Linked DNA regions of Zea mays: all the other regions are linked to region 4. Evidence: chromatin contacts called from public Hi-C data. All regions are on one chromosome and are shown on one strand. Each heading gives the region's core, a stretch centred on a gene start, on an enhancer-like site or on the middle of the called end of the contact. The rest is flanking DNA. Distances are from core to core; before and after follow the strand shown.

Evidence for each region. Hi-C and Micro-C count contacts between places; a contact is called where the count stands out from the background.
Region 1: a Hi-C map of leaf shows a contact between it and region 4, with 4 times the contacts expected there. The contact joins the promoter of LOC109943549 here to the promoter of LOC109943550 in region 4. A contact is called at or near these places in 4 of 25 Hi-C or Micro-C datasets (leaf and tassel).
Region 2: a contact with region 4 is called in a Hi-C map of bundle sheath, with 2.8 times the contacts expected there. The contact joins the promoter of LOC542041 here to the promoter of LOC109943550 in region 4. A contact is called at or near these places in 6 of 25 Hi-C or Micro-C datasets (bundle sheath, ear, leaf and 1 more) and 1 of 3 datasets of contacts at active chromatin or transcription factors (leaf).
Region 3: a Hi-C map of ear shows a contact between it and region 4, with 2.2 times the contacts expected there. The contact joins the enhancer-like site here to the promoter of LOC109943550 in region 4. A contact is called at or near these places in 3 of 25 Hi-C or Micro-C datasets (ear, endosperm and leaf).
Region 5: a Hi-C map of endosperm shows a contact between it and region 4, with 2.5 times the contacts expected there. The contact joins the promoter of LOC103644020 here to the promoter of LOC109943550 in region 4. A contact is called at or near these places in 6 of 25 Hi-C or Micro-C datasets (bundle sheath, ear, endosperm and 2 more).

The regions. Positions count from the first base shown.
Region 1 is chr1:283,849,878-283,852,577 of Zm-B73-REFERENCE-NAM-5.0, reverse strand. LOC109943549 reads right to left here and starts at 1,377. Exons shown (of 2, transcript XM_020546942.1): 1 at 1-1,377. It overlaps LOC542041 (m4 protein), which reads left to right. Exons shown (of 8, transcript NM_001111681.1): 3 at 1,384-1,448; 4 at 1,531-1,630; 5 at 1,750-1,791; 6 at 1,973-2,014; 7 at 2,123-2,241.
Region 2 is chr1:283,877,921-283,880,620 of Zm-B73-REFERENCE-NAM-5.0, reverse strand. It overlaps LOC542041 (m4 protein), which reads left to right and starts at 1,365. Exons shown (of 8, transcript NM_001111681.1): 1 at 1,365-1,849. The coding sequence starts at 1,665.
Region 3 is chr1:283,950,612-283,953,311 of Zm-B73-REFERENCE-NAM-5.0, reverse strand. No RefSeq gene overlaps it. Among protein-coding and RNA genes, the nearest start is that of LOC109943797, 50 kb to the right of the region's middle. Within about 2 kb of position 1,266, at least 8 of the 20 cell types and tissues checked have an H3K27ac peak or open chromatin away from gene starts, as enhancers often do. A contact at or near this core is called in ear and leaf, where this site is marked.
Region 4 is chr1:284,103,938-284,106,637 of Zm-B73-REFERENCE-NAM-5.0, reverse strand. LOC109943550 (cytochrome b5) reads right to left here and starts at 1,426. Exons shown (of 3, transcript XM_020546943.2): 1 at 1,127-1,426; 2 at 661-727; 3 at 1-563. The coding sequence starts at 1,213. The coding sequence ends at 310.
Region 5 is chr1:284,310,394-284,313,093 of Zm-B73-REFERENCE-NAM-5.0, reverse strand. It overlaps LOC103644020 (serine/threonine-protein kinase STE20), which reads right to left and starts at 1,398. Exons shown (of 18, transcript XM_008667209.3): 1 at 450-1,398; 2 at 250-338; 3 at 1-36. The coding sequence starts at 1,284. It overlaps LOC100192488, which reads right to left. Exons shown (of 13, transcript NM_001137708.1): 13 at 2,376-2,660. The coding sequence ends at 2,505.

The DNA.
Region 1 (2,700 bases), core at 128-2,627, 250 kb after region 4:
GTTTCGGTCTCTTATTAATATAATACCAGGAGGGTGGTCTTTCTCTCCATGGCCGAGTTTTTTATTTTGTTCATATTGTAATGTTTGAGGTGAAAGCAATTTAATGGTTTGTAAAAGTAGGGATTGTATCAGGGGCGAAGCTACTATGTAGCCAGTGGGTGCAAATGCACCCCCTAAAATTTTAAAAGTCAGTTATAGTGTTCAATTTTTCACCATATATGCATCACTCACATCTCATCCTTATGCATCCACAAGAGAGGTGCACCCCTTCATGTTTGCTCTAGCTTCGCCACTGGATTGTATGTTTGATATGCGCTTGGTATTAAGAGAAAAAAGAATACAACCATCTGATTACAGAATCTGCAATACCTCAAAAGTTGAGGCCAGAGTAGGATGCAAATAGAACAAATAACCAATCACTGATGGGAAAGGAAAAACATGAGCAAGACAACATCCTATGCAAAAGCTTATCTAAGACCTAGACCAGTGAGACCTCTGGCATCAGCCATGCGCCAGAGGTGAGTTTCCCCCATGAGACCCCTTTGAGCATCCTGGATTAATATGCACTGACCATGTCAAATAGTTGTGATTGACCTCTGGCCAGTGTAAATTGGCATACCCCAAAATATGGAAGGGGGGAATGGCATGGGTTATTTCCACCATTTGATTCACTTCAAAAATTTCTTCTCTTGTATGTTTGGTAGAAATGGCAATCGCAAGACATAAGCGCTGATACACGGTCGACAGTTAAAAGAAAACATGGGTGTAAAACAGAAACTAAGACAAGATATTGATATATTAGAGTACTCTCATTTATAAAGAAGTATTATATATCTATATTAACCTACATGTTTATTCATTAACTGTTTTCATGTGCATCTGTATGGTCATCGAGTCCCACCGGTTCTTTTTATTGAGGAACATGCATATATAGACCCTGAATACCAATAATATGTGATACCAGTGTGTAAAGGAGTTTAGGGCAGTTTCTAGAAGCACTAATAAATCCAAACGTATTATATGTTGTCAACCGTTTATAATAATCCATGGAGCTTTGTCATATTCTTTTACTAAATATAGCGCTAGTAATAGTTATGTAATAAATTCGGTTTCAGATTAGTACTCCATTCCAAAATTGTAAGTCGTTCAAGCTTTTTTAGAGATAGCTTTTGCTACACACCTTGATATATGTTATGTCTAGATATATTGTAAAAACTATGTATCTAGAAAAGTTAGAACGACTTACGGTATGAAATGGAAGGAGTACAAAGAATACTGTGCTGCAAGGCAGTCCATGGTTCACTTAATTATCCTATTATGTTGAGTTCCTTTTCATGATGTTGACCCATATTAAATAATGTAAATGTTCTTTGCTTTGTGTAGGGCAATTGGTGCCATGAATATAGAAAACTAAAGGCGAAGGTCGAGACAATACAGAAATGTCAAAAGTAATTTGTAGTGATTAGTTGCTGAAAATATGTAATATGCCCTGTTGAAGATAAATATGACCAAGCCTTGTGTGTCCTGCAGGCACCTCATGGGAGAGGATCTTGAAACTTTGAATCTCAAAGAGCTTCAGCAACTAGAGCAGCAGCTGGAGAGTTCACTGAAACATATCAGAACAAGGAAGGTAGTATGATCTATATATTAGACTGCAGTGCATTACTTACGTGATGCCTACTACACCACTGACAGCCATGCGCTCTGCATGTTGGAAAACTAACAAGTAAATATTCACCGCATGCGCAGAGCCAGCTTATGGTCGAGTCAATTTCAGCGCTCCAACGGAAGGTAAATTGTTGAGCTTGCTAAAGTTGGCTGTTCGAACTTCCTCTTTTAAGAATTGTATGATTTCTTTAGCTGGCCATTAGATGGGCATGGTTTATTGCAAGTGTTAACTACTTTGGTTGCCTTGTTACATCCACAAAATATCTCTGCTCTTGCGCTGTGCTGCGATGCATTGTTACCGCAGGAGAAGTCACTGCAGGAGGAGAACAAGGTTCTGCAGAAGGAGGTAGGCAGACGCTGCTGCAACTCAACGTCGCCTCATCCATGCTCAACTGGCCCTCTGTTTTCTCATGAACCAAATCAAATTTACAGAAAGCGTTACTCCTGCATGCAGCTCGCGGAGAAGCAGAAAGACCAGCGGCAGCAAGTGCAACGGGACCAAACTCAACAGCAGACCAGTTCGTCTTCCACGTCCTTCATGTTAAGGGAAGCTGCCCCAACAACAAATGTCAGGTAGATAACAGATTACATTCACATCGTGCTACAATCCCAAATAGTGATGTGACCTCATTTTCGGGTAAAGATTTGAGTGTGCTTGGGCTTAGCTGAATCCCATTTCAAAAATACACTTGTGCATTTTCAAAATATACTCTTGTAGACCAGCATGAGCAATGTTGGCAGTTGACCCACAATGTTCCTTCAAAAAAACTTGGATCGTTAAAGAGCCACAAAGAAAAAGAAAAAAAAATCTTCAGGAAATGATAGGTTAGTTTTTTTCTTCACATAAGGTATGTGGTCATTTTTTTCTACAAATTTTCGTGTCATCCCTCTAGATGTACGGGTTTTTTTTTGAGCTTGCGGTTTTTATCTTGTAAATTTCCAAAACAGTAGCCGCACGCCTGTGCTCAGCCAGGTAAATTTCCTGCAGACGCACTGCTGACATGTCAGGAAGCAACTGGCTGAAAAATGACC
Region 2 (2,700 bases), core at 116-2,615, 230 kb after region 4:
GTGAGGTAGGCCGTAGGCCCGTAGCAGCGAACGGCTCTGATAGCACTGTTGCTGTAGACCTGTAGCCGCCGCATCGTGCTCGTGCAGCAGCAGCAGGACTGCAGGAGACACAGGTGTCCCGCATTGGCCCGTCCCCGTCGTGGCCTGGCCGCTGCCGTCGGACCGGCCCAAAAGTGGGCGGCCCCTTGCTGCGTCAGCCCGCCCCACGCGTTGTCCGCCTCTCCGGACTGCGAAAAGTGACCGAGCCGGGAAACCAGGCGACCAGTTGCTGCCCCTTCCCCGTTTTGCCCAAACATTACCCCGCAGACTTCATCACGTGCACGGCGTACGGTGCGCTTAAAAAAGCAAAATAAAAATAAAAACCCCGACGAGCCGCATACTCCAAACAATCTGATATCTTTAATGCTTGGGCACCGCTGCACGTGGCACCAGCACGGCCGTGCAAATTAATTTGAAAGCAAAACATTCCGATACAAAAAATGACAACAACGAATCTAGTTAGATCTATTTAAAACAATACCTCCATTCTCGAATATTTATCGTCCACTAGTTCAGTTTTTAACGCGCGCGACAAATAAAAAAGAACTAAGAAAGTATACTACTCCACTACCATCCTAATGCCTACTTTGAGTAATCTAGTATTGATCCTAATCCATATGTATTAAGGTGGTTTGCAGTATAACTTAAACTAATTTACATATAATCCACCTCAACACATATGGATTATGGTCAATACTAGAGTATCCAAACAAAGCTTAAGGATTGTTTGGTTTCTAACTATTTTTTAATCCATCCATTTTATTTTATTTTAGACCCTAAACTAATAAATACGATAACTAAAATAGAACCCAAACACCCATAGAGACTAAACACCCCCTAAAACAAGTCTTGTTCTCATATGTTAGAGTCAAACGTTTTTATTTTTAATAAAACATATAAAAATAACACTAATAGTTTTAATATATAAATAGAATTAATAGATGGAGCGTTGGTTTTTTTGTGTAATAAATTTATTCGAAGATACTACTGCTAATACTTTGGTCGAAAATAAATGTTATAGCGATATTCATTATAGCTACCAGTAGTCGAGTGGAGTAGATAGAAACAAAAACAGATAATAGCTGCTGCCTGCCAGCATCTTGTCGTCATTACTTCATGCCAGGCAAGGTGTGTGAGAGAAGCCGGTTTCGACCGTACGAGGAAAGACCCTGGCAGCGGGCCCTTGCGATGAGAGATGCCGTGGGGCCAGGTGGGCCCGGGCACGCCGCATCGGCCAATGCCAGTTCGACAGCGGCGGCGGGGAAACCATCCCGGTTTCGCTATACCCCCTCCCCCTCCGATCCGTCGCGGCAGCGCTCATCACCGCTTTAAATCCGCCTCCTCCCAGCGTCTCCCTCCTCCCGGCCTGTCCCCTCACCTCCCTCCCCCTATCTCTCCACCGCCGCAGCTAGCTGCGACGTCATGCACTCGCCGGCGCCACCGCCACCGCATACTATCTACAATTAGCCAGCCGTAGGCTTACCTATCCTGTGTCAAGCAAGCCTCTCGCAAGCAACAAGGAAGGAAGCTAGCTAGTTTTATAGCTGCTGTCGGCGGCGGCGGCTGAAGCGACGTGCCTGAGCTAGGATTTAGGTTGAGATCAGGAGAGGGAGAAGGCGGCGGCGATGGGGCGCGGGAAGGTGCAGCTGAAGCGGATCGAGAACAAGATCAACCGCCAGGTGACATTCTCCAAGCGCCGCTCGGGGCTACTCAAGAAGGCGCACGAGATCTCCGTGCTCTGCGACGCCGAGGTCGCGCTCATCATCTTCTCCACCAAGGGCAAGCTCTACGAGTACTCTACCGATTCATGGTACGCTCTCGGCCCCCTCCGTTGCTTACGTTTCGACACTGCCCGCTGCGTGCTGCCCCATTTCCAAGCTGTTTGAAACTATGAATTGAGGTGATGCGTAATTATCTCTGTTCGAATTTGTTGAGAATTTTTGGAATTATGGTTATTGGGTAGACAGACGTACAGCTCTGGTTATGTGTAGATGAATCGAAGAGGCGTGTAGCGTGTCCCGTTCGTGCGCGCGCTATATATATACGGGGTAATTTTATGCTCCGCTTTCGCTGGTATGGCGTTGGTACTGCTCTGTTTGGGGGAAATTTTTGCTGCCATGCTGCATGTGCTAATTGCTTGACTAACTTGACTTCTCCGCAGAACACCAATACTATACATCTCATCTCGCCCTTATTCTGCACATCTCATCTTGTACTCAGCACCCTTAATCTGCGACTGGGGAAGTGGGGATTATATGGAGAGGAGTATAGTTTCTGTAATTTGGATTTTTCTCATCCAGGCCTGGCAGCATCAGTATTATTTAGGTTGCTGCTGCCTCGTTTCTTCGCCGAAGTGCTACTTAATTTGTGTGACTATTTCTTCGTTCTTACATTTTTTCTTCTTTCTGTGCCCCTTTTCTGATTGGCGCTACTTGTGGGCGCTCCCCATGGTATGGAGATACATGGAATCGTCAACTGCCACAAGCAACTATGCTAGCTTGTCTTTACTCTTTGCTGATGACTGACGATGCTGAGTCTGAACCCTGGTAGGACACGCTCATATCGAAAGCCCATGCTGCACTTAAGTTTGTACGTAGACTTTGTTCATTTGATATTGTTATGTGCTACATATCACTGTTAGGTTGCCATGATTTTCTTGAA
Region 3 (2,700 bases), core at 17-2,516, 150 kb after region 4:
GTTCTTGGGCGTGAAACTAGGGTTATTGGGTGATTTTCCACTGGCATGTGTAGTGATCACTAGGAGTGTTTGGGTGAGGTGTTAGGGTTGTGCAACCTAGAGTTTGAGTTTCTAGTTGGGAGATGAAACTAGTAATCAAACATCTCGATCTCATTTTATATAGGAGATTCAAACAGAGCAACTCCAAGAGACTATATATGGTGTTGTTTGGTTCACAAAATGTAACGTAAATGTTAATGTTAATGATTCACATTCGAATACCAGCGGTAACAAATTTGAATAAGGCGGTGTCCATTTATAGTATGGTATCGATTACGGTTGGACTTACAAACATGATTTAACGTTATCAGTTACCAATTACGTTACCAATATGTGAACCAAATAGCACCTATATTCTTTCTAATTAATACGGATAAAGATTTTTATAAAAAATACCCTCTAACAACTTATTTAAATGGTTATCCAAATATAAACATCTTCTATTTTGGGTTTTTCGATGGCTAAAAATAGAAAACATAAATGGCTCTCTAGAGTATAAACAAGATATAGAAAAGTTGTTGGAGATTGGAAAGATATAGAAAAGTGGTATTTATACAAAATGACTCTGCAAATGATAATTTATAGAGCGAAATTTATAAAGGCTCTTGGAGGCACTCTTATTGGTGTGACAAAGCAAAGTTGGTCTGTTGTACCCCAGCAAAGTAGGGTCTAGCACTTTATCTAGATGCACATTCAGGTACTGTTGTACCTTCTTTTTATCCGAAATTCTTCTGAAAAAGCTAGGAGCACGAAAAGCTTCCTAGAATATCTAAAGTTTCATATCGAGATCATGTTATAAATAAAATCTGCTGTGGCCAATCTTTTGTATTAGTGATTTGAAATGGTAGGACCTGCAATGGAGACGTATATGGCGGACCTAAACGAATTCGAAGACATCCATGATTTTTTAGTGGACAAACATTTCGTCAACATGTAGAGTGCTTTGCCATAATTTTTTCATGGCACACGCACATGACATGAGCTTCATAGATTGTATATAATGACCTCGCTAGTCGTTCTCAAACTAAACACACGATAGGTTTCTTTATTTTCTTCAAACTAAACAGGCGATAAATTGTTCAACTACCTCCAAAAGCGCAGAAAATGCTTTCAATTATCTCACCAGTAAACTATTGTCGTTGTCTGCAATAATATGCAGCCGAAGAGGATAAAATTGCTGTAGCTTTTTGGCAAGGTCAGTGCACTGCACGATCGTGAAAGCTGTCAGCCTGTCACTGTCGATCTTACAGCATGCCAACGGTGGTTCATATCCAATGGTATCTTTTGTCGACCTTTTCATGTGACTGGGCTTTTTAGAGAATGCAATTCCTTTTGTCCTCTAGTTAAATTATCTAAAGTTTTGTTCAATTTATAGGGGAAACATCAAATTCTAATATTTATAGCATCAAATAGGAGTAGTAAATTTTAAACCTAACGAATTTTCTATGACACTTATTTGGCATAATAAATATTGTTTTATATATATAATTAATTAAATTCAATATAATTTGACCTGAGATCAAGAACTATGTTCTTTTTAGTGATCATCAGTCAGCACTCAGAAGCACAGCACAAAGCGTTAGCGATAAAAAGGTAAAACTCTTATGAAGGATAAGTTTGGATCAGAATGCATTGTTTTCTCAATAGTACCACTGGCACAGATGTGTGCTGTTTCTGGAATAAGGATATGATTTGTTACCGTTGCTATCTTGACTCTGATCACGGCCTCACAGGAACCAGAATATTAGGTTGCCGACACAAAAGTATTCGCATATATAGGATATATAGCAAAAGTAGGATAAATTATTATAGATATTTTAAAAACTCAAATCCCGAATATAAACTAATTTCCCTTATTTTTTTTAGAGCTAATTTGGCAACTTCATTTTCCTAATTGATTCTCATTTTTTAAGAGAAAATGAACTAATTTTATTTGAGAAAATGAAAATCTTTTAGAAAATAAGATTTGCCAAACTAGCCCTTAAGGTTTATTTGGTGCAAAGAGATCACAGGGGATTGGAGATAATTGAGAGAAAATAAACGAATTTTCCCTTCAGTCCCCTTTAATCTCCTAGTCACCAAATCAGTTTTTAGTGATAAAAGAAAACAGGATTGATGATTGTTTGAGGTATCTCGAATCAGTATATCTGTATATGATAGGTTCTTTCACAAGCATGCATGTGCAGTATTGAATTAAAAAACAGAAATACATTTGAGCCAGTGAATTAAAAAAACAGAAATACATTTGAGTATGCAAGAAAACATGTATGTGCAGTATTGAGTACTGCTTCTCCTGCACCACCTCACTCACATCAAATCGCCGTTGCATCTTACGAGCGGGGGGGGGGGGGGGGGGGGGGGGGGATCAGTGGGCAGCACGCATCCCCGATAGGCTAAAAGTTGGCGTCAATTATGCAGCGTCACTATACGTTACCTTGGCGCCAATGACGATGGCGCCGAAGTTAAGATTCATTTTTGAAATGAAACTGTAAAGGGTATAGCTGTATAGCTGTGTAAAAAAACCTAAAAAGGCTAAAATGCAAAAAAGATGGGCAGCACGCAGCCCAGATAGGCTAAAGTAGGTTTAGAATGGCGAAGCGACATGGAGGCCACGGTTTCCTGGACTGCTAACACCATGTGGGCGTCCTTGAGGAGAGCTGC
Region 4 (2,700 bases), core at 177-2,676:
TCCATCAATTGATTGTCATATCGATAAAATAGTGTCATTAATCAGGCAAATGTTTGCCTAAGTGTGTCTAAGAATCGAACATCATAGTGTAATTTGGGACAGGAGTACATATACCCATCCATGCACCATGGGTTGATCCCTCTAATGCCCTGTTCGTTTTTATCAAACCCATGGGGATTGAGAGGGATTGAATCCACTACAAGTCAAAATCCCCCTCAATCCACCCCAATCCCCCTCAATCCCCATGGATTAGGGATGAAACGAACAAAGCCTAAAAGGATCATCTGCCCAAGCATGGCACATTAACTTTCACTTCCTTCGCGCATACAATATAGCAACAACAGCTGATATCCCAATTACAGCTGCTGGGATTGCCCAGTACTGCACCACGTTGTCCTTAAGCTTGCTGGCAAATCCCGTGTCCTGCTCCTTCCTGAAAACCTCCATCTCAGGAATGTCAGGAGTTGGGTCCAAGTCCACCTCCCCAATGAAGTAGTCCTGCATTAGATCCTTGGCACTCTTGCTGTGCCCTGCATCGTCAAATTCTTCTGTAGCATCCTTACCTTCAGACAGAATGGCACGAGTCATACAACCCATAGAGAAACTAATACCACATGGTGAATGAATAGAGTAGGAAAAGTGAATCAGGGCAAGCAGTACCGGTTGCTTCGAGCAGAACATCGGCACCCCCAGGATGGTCTTCCAAATACTTGGTCACATCATAAATCTGCATCGCATTGACCAGCAGACAATTGAGTTTATGTAGCGATAGGATCAGTGCAGCATATCCCAATTCTACTTAACCTGAAGCTTCATTTCTAGGACAGCACAACCAATCTACTAACTAGTTTACCACGCCCTACCAATCTCCCAAACCTCACAACCAGAGTGCCGCTAGTATTGGCAAGAGTACGTGCACAGCAAGCAGCACATCACAGCAAAGGCCTTCCAGACATTCCATCGAACACGTTGCGAGAGAAATCGCATCGGAACTCGAACAGTATGCCCTCACTCTCCCCTCCGGCCCTCCCCTCCCCACGCGTTTATTACAATCTCTACCTACTGCTGCATGCATAATACCTATCTACAGCAAGGAGGATATGAGGGGGCAATACAGTGGCGCTACCTTGCCGTCGACGATGACCCAGCAGTCGTCGGGCGTGTTGTGGAGGGCAGCCTCCTCCATGCTGTACAGCTTCGTCAGCGTCGGCATCTCCGCCCCCTCGCGGCTCCCCTCTGTATCAACCAAATCGAAACGGCGATGACAAGGATGCCGCGAGTAGATTATACGAGGGGGCAACGACCGCCGCGGCTTGCCGAGGAAGACGACTAGACAAGAACGGTAGCAGGATACATACAGGCATACAGCTCGGGACTGCTGTCTTGCAGCGGAAGAACAAGTTGGAGGCGCGGGGTGGGATACAGGGTACTTGCTAGGGCTATTTTGCTCTCACGGCCCATGGGCTGATTAGAAATGTGTAGACATACCGTGTTGAAGCCCAATCCATGTAGCTAGCACTGAACATTTCTATCAAAAAATTTGGCAGGTTGGGCAACTGGCAACTCCATTCCAGGTTTCTGCAATTCTCTAAAAAAAAATAAATGGTCGATTAACTCCGCCACCCAAAAAAGTACGCGGGGCATCTTTTAGTAGTAGGTAACGTGTCCATCAACAATCAGTGGGCAGTGAGCCAGTGACGGATTCAGAAATGAGCTAAAGAGTGTCAAATTTTTAGTGACCAGTGACTGAATTTTTCTCTTTTCTTTCTTTCCTTCTCCTGTATCCTCTACCTTTTTCTTTGTGGGGGCTCATTTTTCTCTCATATTCTTTCTCCTCCCTTTTTCTCTATCCTCCACCTCTTTATCTAATGAGTTTTATGGATACAGAGAGGCTAGAGCCCCAACTCCACTTGGGATCCGCCCCCTTCAACAACACTATGTCTCATCTATATAGCAAAACCCTAAGAGCAACTCCAAAACCTCTCTATATTCTTCCTAATTTATATAAAAAGAGATTTTTGTAACAAATACCCTCCAACTGATTATCTAAATGGCTATCCAAATATAGCCATATTATATTCCAGGTTTTTTGCTAGCTAAATATAGAAAGCATGAATGACTCTCTAGAGTGCAAACAATATATAAAAAAGGCTGTTGGAGATTGAAAAGATATAGAAAACAATTTCCATGCAAATGACTCTCTAAATGATAAGTTAGAGAGTGAAATTTAAATAGACTCAAATACACTACACTCCGGATTAGTGTTATATATGTTCAACTCATAAAAACAATTTTTTATCAAAAAATATAGGACACGCCATAAAATGACTCAAATATACTACACCCCGAATTAGTGCTATATCTTTGTTTTGTACATCATTCTTAAGTTTTTTCTTTCCTAATAACACAATTTATTTTCTAAGATGCATAATTTAGGGCTTAAGTGTTAGAGCTTAATTTGCTATTGGTGTTCTAAACACTTTGATACGATGTAGTGTTTTGATTTTTAGGGCGCAATTTTGAGGCATCGAGATCTCGTCAAAATCATTCGATAATCTGTATAAAAAAATAGTGTGAGTTTTGAAAACAAACAGAATGGAACTACAAATACATGTGAAAGTATTATGATTCGTGAGCCACGGAGGCATCGGCTGGCACGAATACAAGGCATGTTTGGTTCACTATCTAAGTTGTCACATT
Region 5 (2,700 bases), core at 149-2,648, 210 kb before region 4:
CTCAATTTCTCCCCGTATGTCTTCATAGCCTTCTTCCTGAATGCCAGAGATACATGCTTATATTTTAAAGACAAAAATGCAAGGACTCAGAAATCAGAAAGCAACCACATTTATGAGATTCTCCCACAATTAAGCCCATGCAAACAAAATGCTCACAACAAAAGCAATATGGTTGCCAAATATGAAATATGTCTTGGGTAGCCTTCCGGAATATTCACAGAACTTTGTAATAAGAAGCTAGAAACTAACCCCTTCTGTTAATGAGATGATCTTGACAGCCACAAGCTCCTGCGTTCTGAGATCCCTTGCTTTGTACACTGCACCATATGAACCTTTCCCTGCATTTCCAATTGAATTTGCATTGCGCAAAATAGCTCAAAATTTCAGGCATTATACAAAAAGACATATAAAGAACTAATGAAATAATAATTCCAGAGCAAGAGTCGCACCAAGCTCATGGAGCAGCTCGTACTTGGTGGAAGGATCCTCCCTGGTAACACTGTCTGGCACCGAGCTGACCGATGGCTTCCGCCTTGAATGTTGTTGCTGTTGTTGCTGCATCAGAGGCGATGGCTGCCGGAGCTCCTCTGACTGCTCCACCGCTGGAGTCCAGAAAGAGGACCCGAAACCCCCGCCGCCGCCAGAGGCAGATTCATGGGAACTGGAGCCCCCGCTGGTGTGGCGAATGAAGGTGCCAGAGAACGACCCGCGGGGGCTCGACGGGCTCCCTGGCCGGCGGATGAATGTGCCGGAGGCTGACTTCCCGGGGCTCGACGGGCTGCCGGTCCGGCGGATGAATGTGCCAGAGACGGACTCGCGAGGGCTAGACGAGCCACCCGAGCGACGGATGAATGTGCCGGAGGCGGACCCGCGAGGGCTGGAGGAGGTTCTCCCCGAGCGTGTGGTGGAATGAACGACGAAGGTAGAGTACGGGTCGTCATCGGTAGCGCGGGGGCTTGAGCGCCGCAGATCCAGGAACGGAGATCGACCGGAGGCCGGGACGCCGCTCTTGAAGGCCGCCGTGGCAGAGAGGGAAGCATCGTCAGGGTCGGAGGAGTAGGGGTCCTCGTCGTCGTCGAACGAGGCGCCGCCAAAGTCCTTGGGGAGCCGCTGAAGAAGCGGAGGCAGCGAGGAGGGGTCTTCCTCCTCGTCTTCCTCCGCCCGCGTGGAGGGGCCCCTGCCGCCGCGGGCGTCGTCTTCATCGTCATCGCCGTGGACAACGAAGGTTGAGTAGACGTCGGTTTTCTTGGCACGCGACCACGGCGAGCGCGGGGAGAAAGCCATGGCGTGCCACGCGAGGTGGGACTGGGAGGAGACGGTGAAGGTGCTCGTCGGGAATGGCAAATGGGGAAAATTGTTTGTTTAGTTGGATCCAGTTCACTCGAATCTGGCAAATACGGGTCGGGCTTGGATGGGCCATCCCATTTTAGGCCCACACGACCACACCCAATCACCCACAGTCCAGAGAGCTTCGAGGACTGAAGGGTCTCGCATTTCCCTCCTCTCAGTTGCATTTGTACGGTTGCACACGAGATCATTTTGAAAAAAAAAACAATGCAACGATGTGGGAGAACGTTTAGAGCTAGTTACCGGTGGGAAGATGTTGGATGGTAGAACGTTTAGGGAAAGTCTAAAATCCGGAGGGTATTGAAGGGCTTAAAATCACCTTCTTATTTAAAATTGAATAAGGAGTGAATTTTAGCCTCTTTAATCCTCTCCGGGTCTAGTTGGAATTGGAGGAGTAGAGCGTTCTAGCCCTTTCAATCCCCTGCGGTTTTCTGGCTTCCAAACTAGTCTTTATTGGCATATATGTTTCCACATCACACGTGGTAGGGTGAAACCATCATTACAATTTACACATTACATCCTAAGAAGAAGGCCATATTTGATTAGAGGGACTAATCTTTAATCTCTAATTTTTAATCTTGTTTTCTAATTTTTAATCTTGTTTAGTCCTTATTTTACCAAACGGAAGGACTAAAGTAAAGACTAATTGGTTTTAGTCTTTAGTCCCTCACATGGGTGCTAAAAGTGACTAAAAAGCAACATTTACGCTAATTGTCTGTGACTAGAAAACTGACGTCATACATAGAAAACACTAAAAAGTGTATTTTTGTCTTTATATGTTACATTTAATATATTTAGAATATGTTTAGTCCATACAACCAAACACGATATGGACTTAACTTTAGTCTTAAAACTAATGAAACTAAACGCGACCGAAATATCCCGCAATCCACAATGGGATAAAAATAACAGAACATCGAAAGGAGGCTGACCAATAAAAATCAGGTCAATGGTTCATATAACTGGCATCTGCAGAACCAAAAAAAAACATCTGATTGGGATTTGCTATTAGGTCAAACAATTGCTTATGCAGTTTCAAAAAAAAATCGCTTATGCAAATTTCTCCCATATACAACTAAAGTTACACTAGCACATTCCTCCTGAAACAGTAATACTGAAAACATACTCTTTTGATTTGCGTGGTTGAATCTACAAGCTTATACGGTTTGTTTCCAGAATTTGATCGATCTATCGTTTCCACAACTAACAAAAACTGGCTCAACTGGGGAATGGTCGAGCCATCTAGGAGCACCAGTGCTGCCAGAAGGCAATCTTGTAACCTTTTCAGCAGTAAGTGCATCCCAGACGACAACCTGAAGAGTGACATATCATAGTTAAGCTCTATTTCCCTGC